4 separate regions of the Mus musculus genome follow, and all the other regions are linked to region 2. The links are chromatin contacts, called in public HiChIP or PLAC-seq and promoter capture Hi-C maps. All regions are on one chromosome and are shown on one strand. Each heading gives the region's core, a stretch centred on a gene start, on an enhancer-like site or on the middle of the called end of the contact. The rest is flanking DNA. Distances are from core to core; before and after follow the strand shown. Region 1 overlaps Ivd (isovaleryl coenzyme A dehydrogenase). Region 2 has its middle 13 kb from the start of Ccdc32. Region 3 holds the start of Ccdc9b (coiled-coil domain containing 9B). Region 4 holds the start of Disp2 (dispatched RND tramsporter family member 2).

Evidence for each region. Promoter capture Hi-C pulls out the DNA fragments that hold promoters and counts their contacts. HiChIP or PLAC-seq counts read pairs in DNA pulled down with a chosen protein or histone mark.
Region 1: a contact with region 2 is called in an H3K4me3 HiChIP or PLAC-seq map of bone marrow-derived macrophages, with 3 times the contacts expected there. The contact joins two enhancer-like sites. A contact is called at or near these places in 2 of 39 promoter capture datasets (liver and macrophages), 5 of 484 Hi-C or Micro-C datasets (the G1E-ER4 cell line, bone marrow-derived macrophages, embryonic fibroblasts and 2 more), 3 of 115 datasets of contacts at active chromatin or transcription factors (the 230-238 cell line, bone marrow-derived macrophages and large pre-B cells) and 1 of 9 other capture datasets (liver).
Region 3: an H3K4me3 HiChIP or PLAC-seq map of bone marrow-derived macrophages shows a contact between it and region 2, with 3 times the contacts expected there. The contact joins the promoter of Ccdc9b here to the enhancer-like site in region 2. A contact is called at or near these places in 2 of 39 promoter capture datasets (the HPC-7 cell line and liver), 1 of 15 datasets of contacts at CTCF or cohesin (large pre-B cells), 2 of 484 Hi-C or Micro-C datasets (the AML12 cell line and bone marrow-derived macrophages), 4 of 115 datasets of contacts at active chromatin or transcription factors (bone marrow-derived macrophages, embryonic stem cells, pancreatic cancer cells and 1 more) and 2 of 9 other capture datasets (adipose tissue and embryonic stem cells).
Region 4: a promoter capture Hi-C map of the HPC-7 cell line shows a contact between it and region 2, with 2.7 times the contacts expected there. The contact joins the promoter of Disp2 here to the enhancer-like site in region 2. A contact is called at or near these places in 7 of 39 promoter capture datasets (the C10 cell line, the HPC-7 cell line, fetal liver and 2 more), 3 of 484 Hi-C or Micro-C datasets (the AML12 cell line, the G1E-ER4 cell line and bone marrow-derived macrophages), 1 of 115 datasets of contacts at active chromatin or transcription factors (bone marrow-derived macrophages) and 1 of 9 other capture datasets (adipose tissue).

What each region holds. Positions count from the first base shown.
Region 1 is chr2:118,881,549-118,884,824 of GRCm38.p6, reverse strand. It overlaps Ivd (isovaleryl coenzyme A dehydrogenase), which reads right to left. Exons shown (of 12, transcript NM_019826.4): 12 at 1,916-3,276. Among named protein-coding and RNA genes, the nearest start is that of Gm32798, 4.6 kb to the left of the region's middle. Within about 2 kb of position 1,349, at least 150 of the 459 cell types and tissues checked have an H3K27ac peak or open chromatin away from gene starts, as enhancers often do. A contact at or near this core is called in the 230-238 cell line and bone marrow-derived macrophages, where this site is marked.
Region 2 is chr2:119,014,678-119,017,635 of GRCm38.p6, reverse strand. No RefSeq gene overlaps it. Among named protein-coding and RNA genes, the nearest start is that of Ccdc32, 13 kb to the left of the region's middle. Within about 2 kb of position 1,680, at least 92 of the 459 cell types and tissues checked have an H3K27ac peak or open chromatin away from gene starts, as enhancers often do. A contact at or near this core is called in the 230-238 cell line, the HPC-7 cell line, bone marrow-derived macrophages and 1 more, where this site is marked.
Region 3 is chr2:118,761,220-118,764,217 of GRCm38.p6, reverse strand. It overlaps Ccdc9b (coiled-coil domain containing 9B), which reads left to right and starts at 1,557. Exons shown (of 11, transcript NM_001001982.2): 1 at 1,557-1,712; 2 at 2,460-2,573; 3 at 2,822-2,929. The coding sequence starts at 1,566.
Region 4 is chr2:118,778,126-118,781,278 of GRCm38.p6, reverse strand. Disp2 (dispatched RND tramsporter family member 2) reads right to left here and starts at 1,560. Exons shown (of 8, transcript NM_170593.3): 1 at 1,335-1,560. It overlaps Phgr1 (proline/histidine/glycine-rich 1), which reads right to left. Exons shown (of 4, transcript NM_001145644.2): 4 at 3,114-3,153.

The DNA.
Region 1 (3,276 bases), core at 100-2,599, 130 kb after region 2:
ATCTGGGACAAAGGAGCTCTACTGAGATGTTAGGTCTTTATTTGGGGGGCACTTTCCCAGTCCTTTTACTTAGGTAGCCCAGGCTTGCCTTGAACTGGATATATAGCTCAGGCTGGCCTCAACGTCACTGTAATCCTTTCCTTCAGGCTCCTGAGTGCTTGGGTATACAAGATGCCTACTATGCCCAGTGTAACCTTTGTATTGACCTTAAATGTGCTGGGATGCATGGTTGGCTCCATCAGAGGAGGCTCCATTGTTCTCTCTGGCTCAGGGTGGAGGTGCAGTTCAGCGACCTGGACTGGAAGAAGGGAGGCAAGTTGGATTGGTGTGGAGAAGTCGAATTCTGAATGGCTCTTGGTTAGAGGAAGTAGGTAGAGCACAGTAGGGGAGAGCCCCCACCTTGCATAGTGTGGCTCTGAGTTCCTCCACTGTGGAGTGGAATATAGGCAGAAGAAGAGGCTGGTATGTGCTCCTGCCCTGTCCCCCCCCACACCCCCCATCTATCTGGGGGCTTGTCTAAATGCCTGTTGGATAGTGAAAAAAATATGAGCATATAACAAGATTGTCATAAATGACAATTATGCACATTAAAACAGTATCCTTAGGAGGACCTACAATCGAACCAATCAATCAATAGAGCACTTAGAAGCATGAATAGCCAAAAAGGAACTCCTTACAGATTCAAAAGAAGTTTTGTCCTGGGGGAATGGTACAGGGGGAAGGAGGGGACAGGCTTTCCTCTTCAATAAACTTTTAAAAACTTACATTGTTTTGGAGGGTGGGGAGACGGCTCCCCCGGGTTAGGGGCATTTGTTCATTGAGAGGCCCTTGAATGGGTTTCCCCGCTGCCCACAAGGCAACTCATAACATCGTTCTAGGGAATCCAGCTCCTCTTCTGGTCTCTGCGGGTATCAGACTAACAAGCAGAACACATATACACACGCAAGAAAAATACTCATACACATAAAATAAGTTTTGGAAAAAAAATTACAGTTTTTTAAACTCTGACCATAATTTTTAAAAGAATACCACACTCATCTTTGCTGTTTATGGTCTCCCTGTTTTTGTTTGGCCTTCTTGTATGAGATGGTGGTGATAGTGGATAGTGATCTTTCAATGTTCTCATTTAGTAAAATACAAATTCTGGGGAAATTTCAGTCTTGGAAACCGTGCATCCAGAGCACGAGTGGGAAACTGGAGCGTCCAGAAAGTCACCGCGCCTGCGAGTCCGCGGATGGCCGGTAGGGGTCAGGCGAGCTCCACGCAGCGCTGACTGAGCGGGTCCCGGGAGTCCTCGCTGCAATCGGCCGCCCGCAGAGCTTTAAGGCAGGAGTCTTAAGAAGTGAGAGCACTTTAGATCCGCCATAAGCAGATAACCGATGGCCATGCGGATTCCAGCCCCCACCAGGGCACGCTGTGTGCTAGACGCTCTCTCCACTCTGTGTGCTGTTGCTTTACTCCGGCTCGGGCCCCACCCAGCCTCCCGGGCGTCAGAGCGTGGCTGGCTCACCCGTCGTTCCTAGGTTTGAGCAACTCACCCAGCAGGGCTTTGCATCCTTAAGCAATCTTGCCTTGAGCACTCAGTTGGTTGCAAAGGTCAGGGAAGGAGTGGATGTGTGAAGTGAAGCAATATTACAAGGGACTACCACTGGGATGTGGGGCTAAGACTCTGGTCCCTGGGGAGAAACTCTCTCCAGGCCCAAGTTGGATTATCAGCGGGGTGGGTGGGGGTTGGGAACCAAAACCAAACCAACTCAACCAAACAAAAACCCCCATATAGCTGCCTTAGCCCAGTGTCACTCCCTAGGGAGCCCAGGTGTTTGTCACTAGATTCTGATAAGGCACAAGACCTGGCTACACTTAACACTTCTCATTAGCAGCGTCCCACCCCCACTATTCCCATCCACTTTTCAGACATAGTTTTTATTTTGTCTTTTATTTAAAAACATTTCTTGTGTGTCACATTAAAAAAAAATTCAGAAAAACAATCACATTCTTCCTTTCAGTTGCTATAGCTGGATACAAACAGATTGGGTAATTATAGCTCATGGTTCCAGAGGCTGACTATCAAAAGCATGGCGCTCCCAACTCCAGTGTTCTTCTCTTGCCTGATAACATGGTAGGAGACCTGACACGACAGAGCAGGCACACTAGTTTAAGATTCCCTTTTATAAAGCCACTAAAGTCATTACTACCTAAACCATTAACAAATGGCTGGGACTGAGGTTTTTAACAGGTGAACTTCTGGGGCACACTCTCGTTGGTAGGGTTCCTATGGCATGACTGGGTGACATGTTGCCTTCTGATAACTTATGGAGGTCAGAGGGCAACTCTCCATCCCCCATATGGGTTCTTGGACTCCAACCCAGGTTGTCTGGCTTGGTGACAATCTTGCAGGCGTGCAGGTCCTCTGCCTCATTTTGATCATCTTCTGTGGGTTGTTCCAGGGATCTTCCTCAGCTGGTCAGTGTATCTACTGCATTCATGAACCCCCTCTTAAGATGGGACGGGTGTGGGGTTGCTAAGGTGCTGACTCCACCTGTCTCAGACCTCAGCACTCCACCTAGGCTAAGACTGTTGGGCTGGGAGCCAGGAAAAACAGTCTTTATTTTTGGGAACTCACATGAATGTGGTAATCCACGGCCTGGGCGCTATTTGTGACGGCCCAAGGTTGGGAGGCCCAAGGTTGGGATGTCCCTGTTGCTAGCCCATTAGGATCCTAGCTCCAATTCTGACCTTGAAAAAGTCAAGTATTAAAAGAACAAAACAACCTTGCAGAGTTTGAGCTGGGTGTGGTGGTTGCACGTGCCTTTAATCTCAGAACTAGGGAGGCAGAGGAGGATCTTTGAGTCCAAGGCCAGCCTGGGCTATATAGCTAGACAAATGAAACAAAACTCAGATATGCCAGCTGTGGTGGTTCATGTATATAATTTTGGCAGTCAGGAGGCAGAGGCAGGAGGATTCTGAGTTACAGTTAGACTCTGAATCAAAAGCAACCCCCCCCCAAAAAAAAAACTCTCAAAATCCTCCAGAAACTTAAGACTCTCCTCCTGTCTTCCCACACTTGACACCCCCCCCCCATTTTCTCCCCCTTTCCTTTAAGAAAAAGCACAGGGTGTTGCCTGTAATCCCAGCACTCAAGAGATAGGGGCAGATCTACTGTTCAGGGTCTTAGTTCAAAGCTAGTCTCGGCTACAGGGAGACTAAAATAAAACCATGGAGAAGTTGGTAGGGCAAGGAGCTGACTCAGTGGTGCAGTGCCTGCCTAGCACAGCC
Region 2 (2,958 bases), core at 431-2,930:
CAGCAGTTGTAAGGTGCCATGTGGATGCTGGGTGGACCCAGGTTTTCTGCAAGAGCAATAAATGCTCTTAACTGCTGACCCATCTCTCCAGTCCCAGGTCTCTAGTTTTTAACACGTTTCTGACAGTTTACACTGAAACATTCTGTGCTAAGATTCTGGGGCTGTGGCTCCTCGGTGACAGTGACGATAAGATATGATAGGAACCATGCCTAAAACTTTTTAGAGAACACTTGCTCATTTCCAAATCAAAGTATTTGCCATATTGAGGAGGATAGGAGCCAGGTAGGTCATACCGTATACTTGCTTAATGGCAGAAATGCTTGATCATTTCCAGATATACTTTTCTCAGCTCTTTTGTCGTTAACTACCAGTGTCAGCTCTATTCCTGCTACTATTGGTGAGTTGGATATATTTGATATAAAAGGTGGCCCTTGGTGGCACCTTGGGAAGCCTGAACACTGATAGAATCCAGTGCTGCCCCAGGCTCTCTAGCTGCCCCCCCCCTCTCTCTGGAAGCCAGATGACAGACCTCTCTATTCCTCTGGGGCCAACTAATGGCTTCGGCTACATGGGGAGGAGTAAAAGAAAAAAGCTAAGATTTTTCTTCATCCCATATCATAAAAGAAAACCATTCCTCCTCCGGAACGAGAAGGAAGAAAACAAGTAAGGTTCAGAGGAACTCTACCAAAGAGCAGCTGGTCCTAGGGACCGTAAGACAGTCTTTTATAGCCAAAAGTAGTGGTTCTATAATTAAGGCAAAAATCTTAGCTTTTTCTTTTCTCTACCTCCTATTTTCTACCTCAGAAATAGACATTTGGGGGCTGGAGAGATGGCTCAACAGTTATGAGCACTGGCTGCTCTTGCAGAGGACCTGCGCTCAGTTCTCAGTGCCCACACCAGACAGCGTACCATTGCTTGTAACTCCAACCCTAGGGGATCCAACACCCACTTACAGCTTCTGGGGGCACCATCCCCCCCTACAGACAGATAAAAAAAATACATGTTGAAAACAACAACAACAACAAGCAGAACACAGACGTTGTGGTCTGAGAAGGCAGAAGACTGATTCTGAGAAAACCTGCTGGAGGTGTGAGAGGAAGGGCTCAGAGCTCCAGCCATCTTGATTAAGAATTCAGCAAAGCTGTGCTGGACGTGGTGGCGCATGCCTTTAATCCCAGCACTTGGGAGGCAGAGGCAGGTGGATTTCTGAGTTCAAGGCCAGCCTGGTCTACAAAGTGAGCTCCAAGACAGCCAGAGCTACACAGGAAAAAACCCTGTCTCGAAAAACCAAAAAAAAAAAAAAAAATCAGCAAGTTTTAGCTATGGTCACTTACCTAAGTATTTTATTAATTTTATTTATTTATTATTTTAATAAGTGAAACCCCATTAACCTACACCGAATCTGACATCAGCTCCTGAAGCCAACTCTGTACTCATATAGAATTGTCTTAAGCTCCTGAAGGGGCACTAAATTTGAAACCAGGCATCTGGGGTGCTATCTTTGTCCTGTGGCTTACTGTGTGGTCATAAATAAGTCAAATGACCTCTTTGTGTTCCAGTTCCCTTTCAGTAATTAGACTAACCATAGGAAAGATAAGATTGGCCTAAAACACTCATCTGGTTCCTTTCACCCCGAAGCTCTAGGGAGAACTTCCTTAAATCGGTGAAGTGCGAGTGTTGGGGAGAGCCTCGTCACCCAGCTTCCTTCCGTGTCCTTACTGAAGGACACGGTAGAGCAACCGCAGTGATAGCGCTCAGCCTCAGTCACGGGAGGTAATTACCAGCCAGGGATAAGGCATTAATGACCTGGTAGATGCAGGGAAGGTTGGGTGGGAGCCAGGGAAGTAAGTGACTGGCACTGTTTTTTTTTTTTTTTCTGGCGTATGTACTCATCACCCAGGGCTTGGCAAGGTCAGTGCTGGAATGGCACAGGCTTGCATCCAGTACCTGCTCCAGAAATAGGCTCCGGACGTTCACACAGCATAAACAAGTATCCCACCAACTGTTGCCAAGGTGTGTCCCTTTCAGGCAGGCCTGCCTAACCAGATGATTGCTGGAAGAGGAAAGATGCCCTGAGCCACATCTTCCATCCTGCCTCCCCAAGCCACATAAAACTGCTCACATTTTCTTCAGACGACCTCACGCAGCATCGGCTCTATTTCAGTTACAGGAGTCGAGACAGGACGCTGTCATTGTAGTCATAGTTTGTGGGAGCACTGTTTACTCGAGCCTAGCAGTAGACTATTTAAGGCAGAGATCCATTCAGCCAACCATCGTGTGCTGAGCCTCTGTCCTGCTCCAGGCACTGGGTGTGGTGGTAAATAAAGTAGAACCCCAACAGAAGGAAATGTAAGTACAGGGCACTTCTGAGCACCTGCAGAGGAGAGATGAGAGCCCTAGGCCAGCTGGTGGCAGGTGTTGGAGAAAGGCCACTTAAGGAAGCCACTGCAGAAGAACCAGTCGGAGCAGGAAGAAATAGAGTGTTAAGAGTATGGGGGTGGGGTGGGGGCTGGCGAGACGGCTCAGCGGGTAAGAACACTGACTGCTCTTCCGAAGGTCTTGAGTTCAAATTTCAGCAACCACATAGTGGCTCACAACCACTGGTAATGAGATTTGACGCCCTCTTCTGGTGCCTCTGAAGACAGCTGCAGTGTACTTAGACATAATAATAAATGAACCTTTGGACCGGACTGAGTGTGGTTTGACTTGAGCGAGCGGGGCCAACCTGAGCAAGTAGAGGTCCTAAATTCAATTCCCAACAACCACATGAAGGCTCACAACCATCTATCTATACAGCTACAGTGCACTCATATATATTAAATAAAAAAAAATAAATAAATATTTTTTAAAAGAGAGAGAGTATAGGGGAGCCTAAGTGTGTACAAAGAGCTTAGGCGAAAGGGTGTTTGAAGGATCCTGAGAACGTTGTTCAGTGGAGCATAGAGAGCAAAGAAGGCG
Region 3 (2,998 bases), core at 308-2,807, 250 kb after region 2:
GGTGGCTGGGAAACTTTTGTGTCTACATTCAGGATATCTTCCTGAAGCTCTTACAGGGGGCTGGGTCATCCTATCTGCAGGGTTGCCAGATGTCTACCTGTGCCTCCTGACCCCTCTGCTCTGACACTGGCTGGCAGTGGAAGCTGAGAAGGACAAAAACCTGGCCTCGTCTCTGTAGTCTGTTTACATCCCTCCTTTCTAAACCTGATCAAGGACTAAAATTACAAAGAGTGGGGGCTGCATTAGGTCTCTCTCCCTCTCGGACTGCGATCTGTGTAGCAGGGGCGGTTACAGTGGGAAGCTTGGGACTTCTGGAGGTTTCTGGGATAAGGCTGACCTCAGCAGTATTTGTGAGGCAGGGTGCAGAGAAGGTGGAGGAAGTGTGTGCTTGTACGTGTGTGTGTGTGTGTGTGTGTGTGTGTGTGTGTGTGTGTGTGTGTGTATGTGTGTGTAGACAAAAGCGGAGAGGGAGACAGAGAGAGAGAGAGATCTAGGAGCTCGGGTGCGTCACTGTTGCTGGGAAAGTAGACAAGAGTCTGACTCAGTGGGAACATCCGGCAGGAAGGGAGGAGGGTACACAGTGGCATTTGCAAGCAGGATGGGAACTCAGGAGCTGCAGAGATGGGGGTGTGGGGCCAGGGGCGAGAGCCTGGACAGCAAAGGGCCTTAGCATGGTGGCTAGAGACCGGGGTGGGGGTAGATTATGGTGAGGGGAAATATCTGAGGCCTGGTCAGTCAGGGACATAGGGGATGCCAGAGTTTGTGACACTCATGTCAAGGCCTGGAAGTCAGGACCACATAAGAACTGAAGCTGACCTAGGCACCCCTGGGCAGAGACTGGCCTCGGCTGTGTGAAGATACTTACTTGGGGAAGGAGTCTGTGTCCTTTCTTGGGATCTGAGAGTCTGCAAATGTTATCCTGGGAGTGTCAGGATGAAAGGGCTCTGTGAGAGGATCCCAAGGGAAGAGGGCTGCTAACTGTTCCCAGCTTCTGCTGGGTTAAGGACCCCATAGAAAGGCTCCTTTTAGCATGGTAGGGGTCTGGAGACCCAGAGAGTTAGGCCTCCAGGAGTGGCCATGCTTGGAGTACAGAGAAAAGCACATTCCAGCTCAGAAACCAAATGGGGGAGAGTGGCATTTTGGGTCTGTGGTGGTGTGAGATGGCCTTGGGGAGGAGGTTTCTCACTCTTATCTAACGACTTAAATGCGCTGACTGGACAGCCAGCAGGAAAGCAGAGAAACGCCCCGAGGGAGGGCCGTCAGCCATCGTGTGGAACCTGCATCTCTTGCCTTTTTCTCCTAGTGGGAGGGATGAAGACCCAGCTATCCCATTTGTGGGCACACACAGGCGGGCGGGTCTTACTGGGGCTCAGGATCACAGGTGAAAGTGGGCCCTTCGTGCCTAGATCTCCTGTGCGAGGACACTGAGGCAGGGCAGGGATATGTGCTAGACAAGACCAGCCGGCTGCTGGTGCCCCGGTCCTCGCCCTCTGCGAGTGGAAGGGTGGGGGTGGCGGCTAGGCGTTCCTGGCTGGGAGCCCAGAGCGCTCTTTTGTAATCACAACATGATCTCTTGTGCTGAGCAGCGAAGCAGAAGCCGGCAGGGAGAGGCCGACAGGGCCGGCTCTGGTGGCTCCAGCTTCCCTCCAGCTCTGGCTCCCGGGAGCTGTTTTGAAATTCTCTCAGCGCCTGGTATTTCCATGCATTTGGCCGTGAGTGGCACCTCCTCTTTGGCAGGGGGGCTTCTAGAGGATGGGAGGGAGCTAAGCTACGAAGCAGCCACATTCTGGGGACAGCTGGTGGCAGCTGGGCCTGGGAGAAAGAGAGCCACGAGGAGGCAGGTGGTGGGCCGGGCAAGGCGCTGAGCAAAACATAGACCCCACAGCCAGACAGAGAAGAACCGCAGATCTTGATGCAGAGGCATGGCTCGGCCCAGAGTTGCTCCCAGCTGGGCCTGCTGTTCTCCTGCCCCATCAGTCAGCAGCTCAGACCTGGAGGGCTCGCGGAGCCCGTGGGAGCTGCTCTCTCCTTCGGACTGGGCACAGGCTTAGGGAGTGGGGTCCGGTGCCTGGGAGGCCAGAACCAAGCTAAAGCCTGTCTCTGTGTGTGTGGTTCTAGATTTGGGAGGCAAAGTGTCCCCCCTCGACCTCCTGAATCCCCTGGCAGCTTCCCAGTCACGGCAGGTTCGGCTGCCAGAGCCATTTTTAACTCTCATTCCAGACTGTGCTCACAGCAGAACCCCCTGGGGAGCCAGGGGGAGGGGCAGCCTGCTGCTGGGAGCCGAGGCCCTGGGTATGAAACCCTGACCTGAGCCCTCAGTAGGCAAACTGGCAGACAGGCCTCACTGGGGTGGGGTTTGGCCCTCTGTAGACCATCTTCCTAAGAAACCTCTTTCACCCTGGGTGCTGTAGCTTGGGGCTAAAATCCGTTCCTTGTATTGGGTTCCATGCCTTCTACAGGGGCCCCACAAAGCCGAGTCCACAATGCGCCGGCATGAGGAAAAAGATGCCGAGCTGGACCGTAGGATAGTTGCCTTGCGCAAGAAGAACCAGGCCTTACTACGAAGGTACCAGGTGAGTGTGTTGTGTCGGCTGAGAGGACTCCTGTGGCTGGGGTCCCTGGCTACCTTCAAAAGGCTGTTTACACAGTGGGTTCTCTCTGAGGGCCTTAGCCCATGCCCCCATCAAAGTCTTGGGCACTGGTGATGTGGTGCCTCTGCCCCCTGGTGTCCCATTGGTGTTTTTCTGTGTAGGCCTGTCAGTGTCTGTGTGTCTGTGAGCCTGGGGGGCCATGGCCTTGCTGACTTCAGGCCCTCCCACAGGAGATCGAGGAAGATCGTCGGCAGGCGGAGCAGGGGGGCATGGCTGTGACCACTCCAGGGCTCCTCCAACCCGACAGCCTCACGGTCACCATCAGCCAGGTTCCCGGTGTAAGTCTCACCTTGGAGACAGGCAGGGTTGAGGCCTGGACCATGCCTGGGGTGTTAACACTATCCCAT
Region 4 (3,153 bases), core at 311-2,810, 240 kb after region 2:
AGAACAAGTAGTTCCCATGCCTGGGAGAAATGAAGAGACCAGACAGGACTGTTCCTTGGCAAGATGTGCCAGACAGCCAATGATGCTGTAGCCCCTTGTACAGATGCTCCTGGTCCTGGGCCCTGCCCTGATTTGTCACTGTTCCCTCCCTCCCTCCTCTCCCCCCCCTTTTTTCTGCAGTGCTTGGGGATGGAGCCTAAGGCTTTGCCAATGCTAGAAAAAAATGCTTTATCACTGAGCTGCAACCCCTACCCCCAGCCCCAGTCCCACCTTCTTTTGGTCAGGTTGTGGCTCCAAGCAGAGTCCCTGGCCTGTGCTCTGGTCTGGAGAATATACCCATACTGTGATTTGCCCTCTTGAATAAGATTTTATCTCTCTCAGGGTAATAATTTAATAAAAGAGGGAGAAAACATTTGCTTCCACCTGTGGGGCTTTCTCCTGCTTCTGAGAAACAGAATGTACAATTTAAATCCGATAATCTGAGATAAGGTGTCTGCAACTGCCTTTTGCCTCTTAAAAATGCCTTTTATTTCAGTCCAGGCAGGAAAGAGATGAAGTGTCATGTCTGAAGAGAGATTCTGGGGGCGGCAGAGTCAGGCAGGACACACAAATGGCGCCATATTGCTACCTGGCCAGACTGTTCCACCACACGTCTGATGAAGTCAGAAAAATGAAGGGTACCCAGTTCTGGGAATGGGCGCTCAGTGGGAAGGTGGTTTTTTTTTTTCTCTTCCACCCCCCCCCCCAGGCTCCTTCAGCGGTCATGGCTTCAGTCTAGTTTTTGCCATACACGGAGGCTAAAGCCAGTGTGTACACAAGCAGGAGGCCATGCAGGGAAAACAAACAACGATTTGCTGGGCAGCAGAGCAACCGATGGCAGTGGGCAGACAAGGAACTGATGGTGATGGACAGACAGTCAGCCCGTGGTGTAGATCCCAAATGTCGCCTTCTCTCCCTAGGATACCTGCTTTGGCCAGCCTTTTTTCCCCCCGTTGTACATGCACACCCCTTTGCTCACTGACATGCAGACCGACATAGCTGCGGTCCTGAGGCCTTTTGCAAAGACGCAGAGGCAAGGCCTCAGGGAGTTGGGGAAGCTCTAGAAGCTAAGGAAATGGACATCTGCGGCCTTAGGGGAAAGGAGAGAACAGTGGGTGGGGCAGGTCCCCCAGGAGGTGAAAGCAACGAGAACTGGTATTATCAAGTGTCGATGAGAGAGGATGAACTAGCCAGGCAAAATGAAGGTGTACAATCATACTCGCCTCGGGAAAAGGCTTTCAGAAGAGAGCTGGGGAATGGATGAGGTGATATGTGGCGGCGGCTATTTAGGATACCTGATGCAGGCTTACTGAGAAGATCTTCCAGCAGGATCTACGGAGGGGTTCTTCCTACTTGTTCCGGCAGCTGCCTTCTGGGGCTAATGTATTCCCCTCAGGCCGCTGCTTGCGGTTCAGAAACTGGCAAAGAGAAGATCGCTGCAGCAGCTGGGGCTGCTACCACCGTCCATGCCCGTGGGCGGCGCCGCTGTCCGGGCTCTGGTGCTGAAGCAGCGGCAGCGGTGGGATCTTGCGCATGCGTCAGCTCCAGAGGCCAGTCGCTGGGCGGGGCCGAAGAGAAATCCGCCAATGGACAGAGGGCAGGAAGGATGGAGGGGAGACAGGGACACGAGCTGCGGCAGAGCCGCAGCATGGGGGGCTGGGGGTTCGTTGTCACGAAGGTTGTAGGCTGCAGTACAGGCCTCTCTACCCTGACCAGCTCTCATCATTGTCCTTAGTAATATGGCCAGACCGTCCCTCCTGGACGCCTTGTACTTTTTACAAGAAACTAAAAAGGAACAACCCGGGTAAAATCCTCCCAACTTGAACCCCAGGCATCCACACTTTGTAACGCAGGGAAGCAGAGAGGTTGGGTCTCATAAATACCCTTATTTCTCTAGGCTTCTCTCAGTGTTCTGTCCTCCCGAGGGAGAGATGGGTATCTGCTCGAGTTGGGTCACTCCTCCCATTTTGGACCTGGCTCTGAGCCTGCGGCCTCTTCCTACATTAAAGCCTCTTCTCGAATCTTTTAAGTGCGCAACAAGGGATAGGGGGAGTGAGAGGAGGAGGGATGCCCAGCCCCTTTCATGCAGTTACCACCACTCTCCACCTACAGAGAGACCTGATAGCCACCCACTTCGGAGCACTTGCCAGCCCCGACGAGGGACTAGCTGTGAAGGAATTGAGGTGTTGGTCGGAAGGGCAGGCCTGGCTAGAGAACTGTAGTTGAATTATAGTGAATACCAGAAGTAGGAGAAGCCTCAGTGTAGAGGAGTCCTTGGTAGATTTGGTTAGGCAAAAGAAAAAACAAAAAACAAAAAACAAAAAACAAAAAAACAAAAACAAAACAAAAACAAAAAAAAAAAAAAACAAAAAAACTTCACAACAAGCAGGCTGTTTTGGGCCTGGCTGTGCTGTGCATGGAGGTGACAAGCTAGAAGCAATGGGCTGAGGAGAGTCAGACTCAAGAGATTTGGCTTAAAGATATCCCTTAATTGTGTCCAAGTGCTGGTCTAGGCAGGCACGGGTTCTAGAGCCCGGGCTGAGTGGATCTGGAGGTTTAGAAGTAAGTGCCTTGAGTGACTTACAGTTGGCTGCAGAGATAAAGGCAGCCTTAAATCAGTGCCAGGAGGCCAGGGTGTGGCTAGACCTAGGAGATGGTTGATAGCACCTCTGATCTACAATTTGTGGCAGAGAAAGGGCAGGGTACAAAGAGAGACATTTCTTTCGAATAGCTTTAAAGCAAGCTTCCTGGAGACAGTGGAGCTGCGGCTGGCTGGGGAGGTTTTGGAAATGTGAAGGCATGAAAGACAGGCAGAGCATGCTTCACCTGGAGTGGGATTTAGGAGACTGTAACAAAAGAAGGTTGGGAGTTCAGTATGTTTTCAGGAAATGGTGAGAATGTACTCAGAGCTGTGGAAGCCCCCATCAGATCAGTGATCTTCAGCAGCGATATGTTGTGGGTACCACTCAGTCAAGTTTCTGAGAATGCCAAGACGGATATCTGGCCTTCATAGTAATGAAATTTAGATAGAACTGGGCTCTGAGGACCAGTCGGATATGAAGAAAGACAGTCTCTAACAACAACAAATATGGCCTCCAAGAGGCTATTTATTTG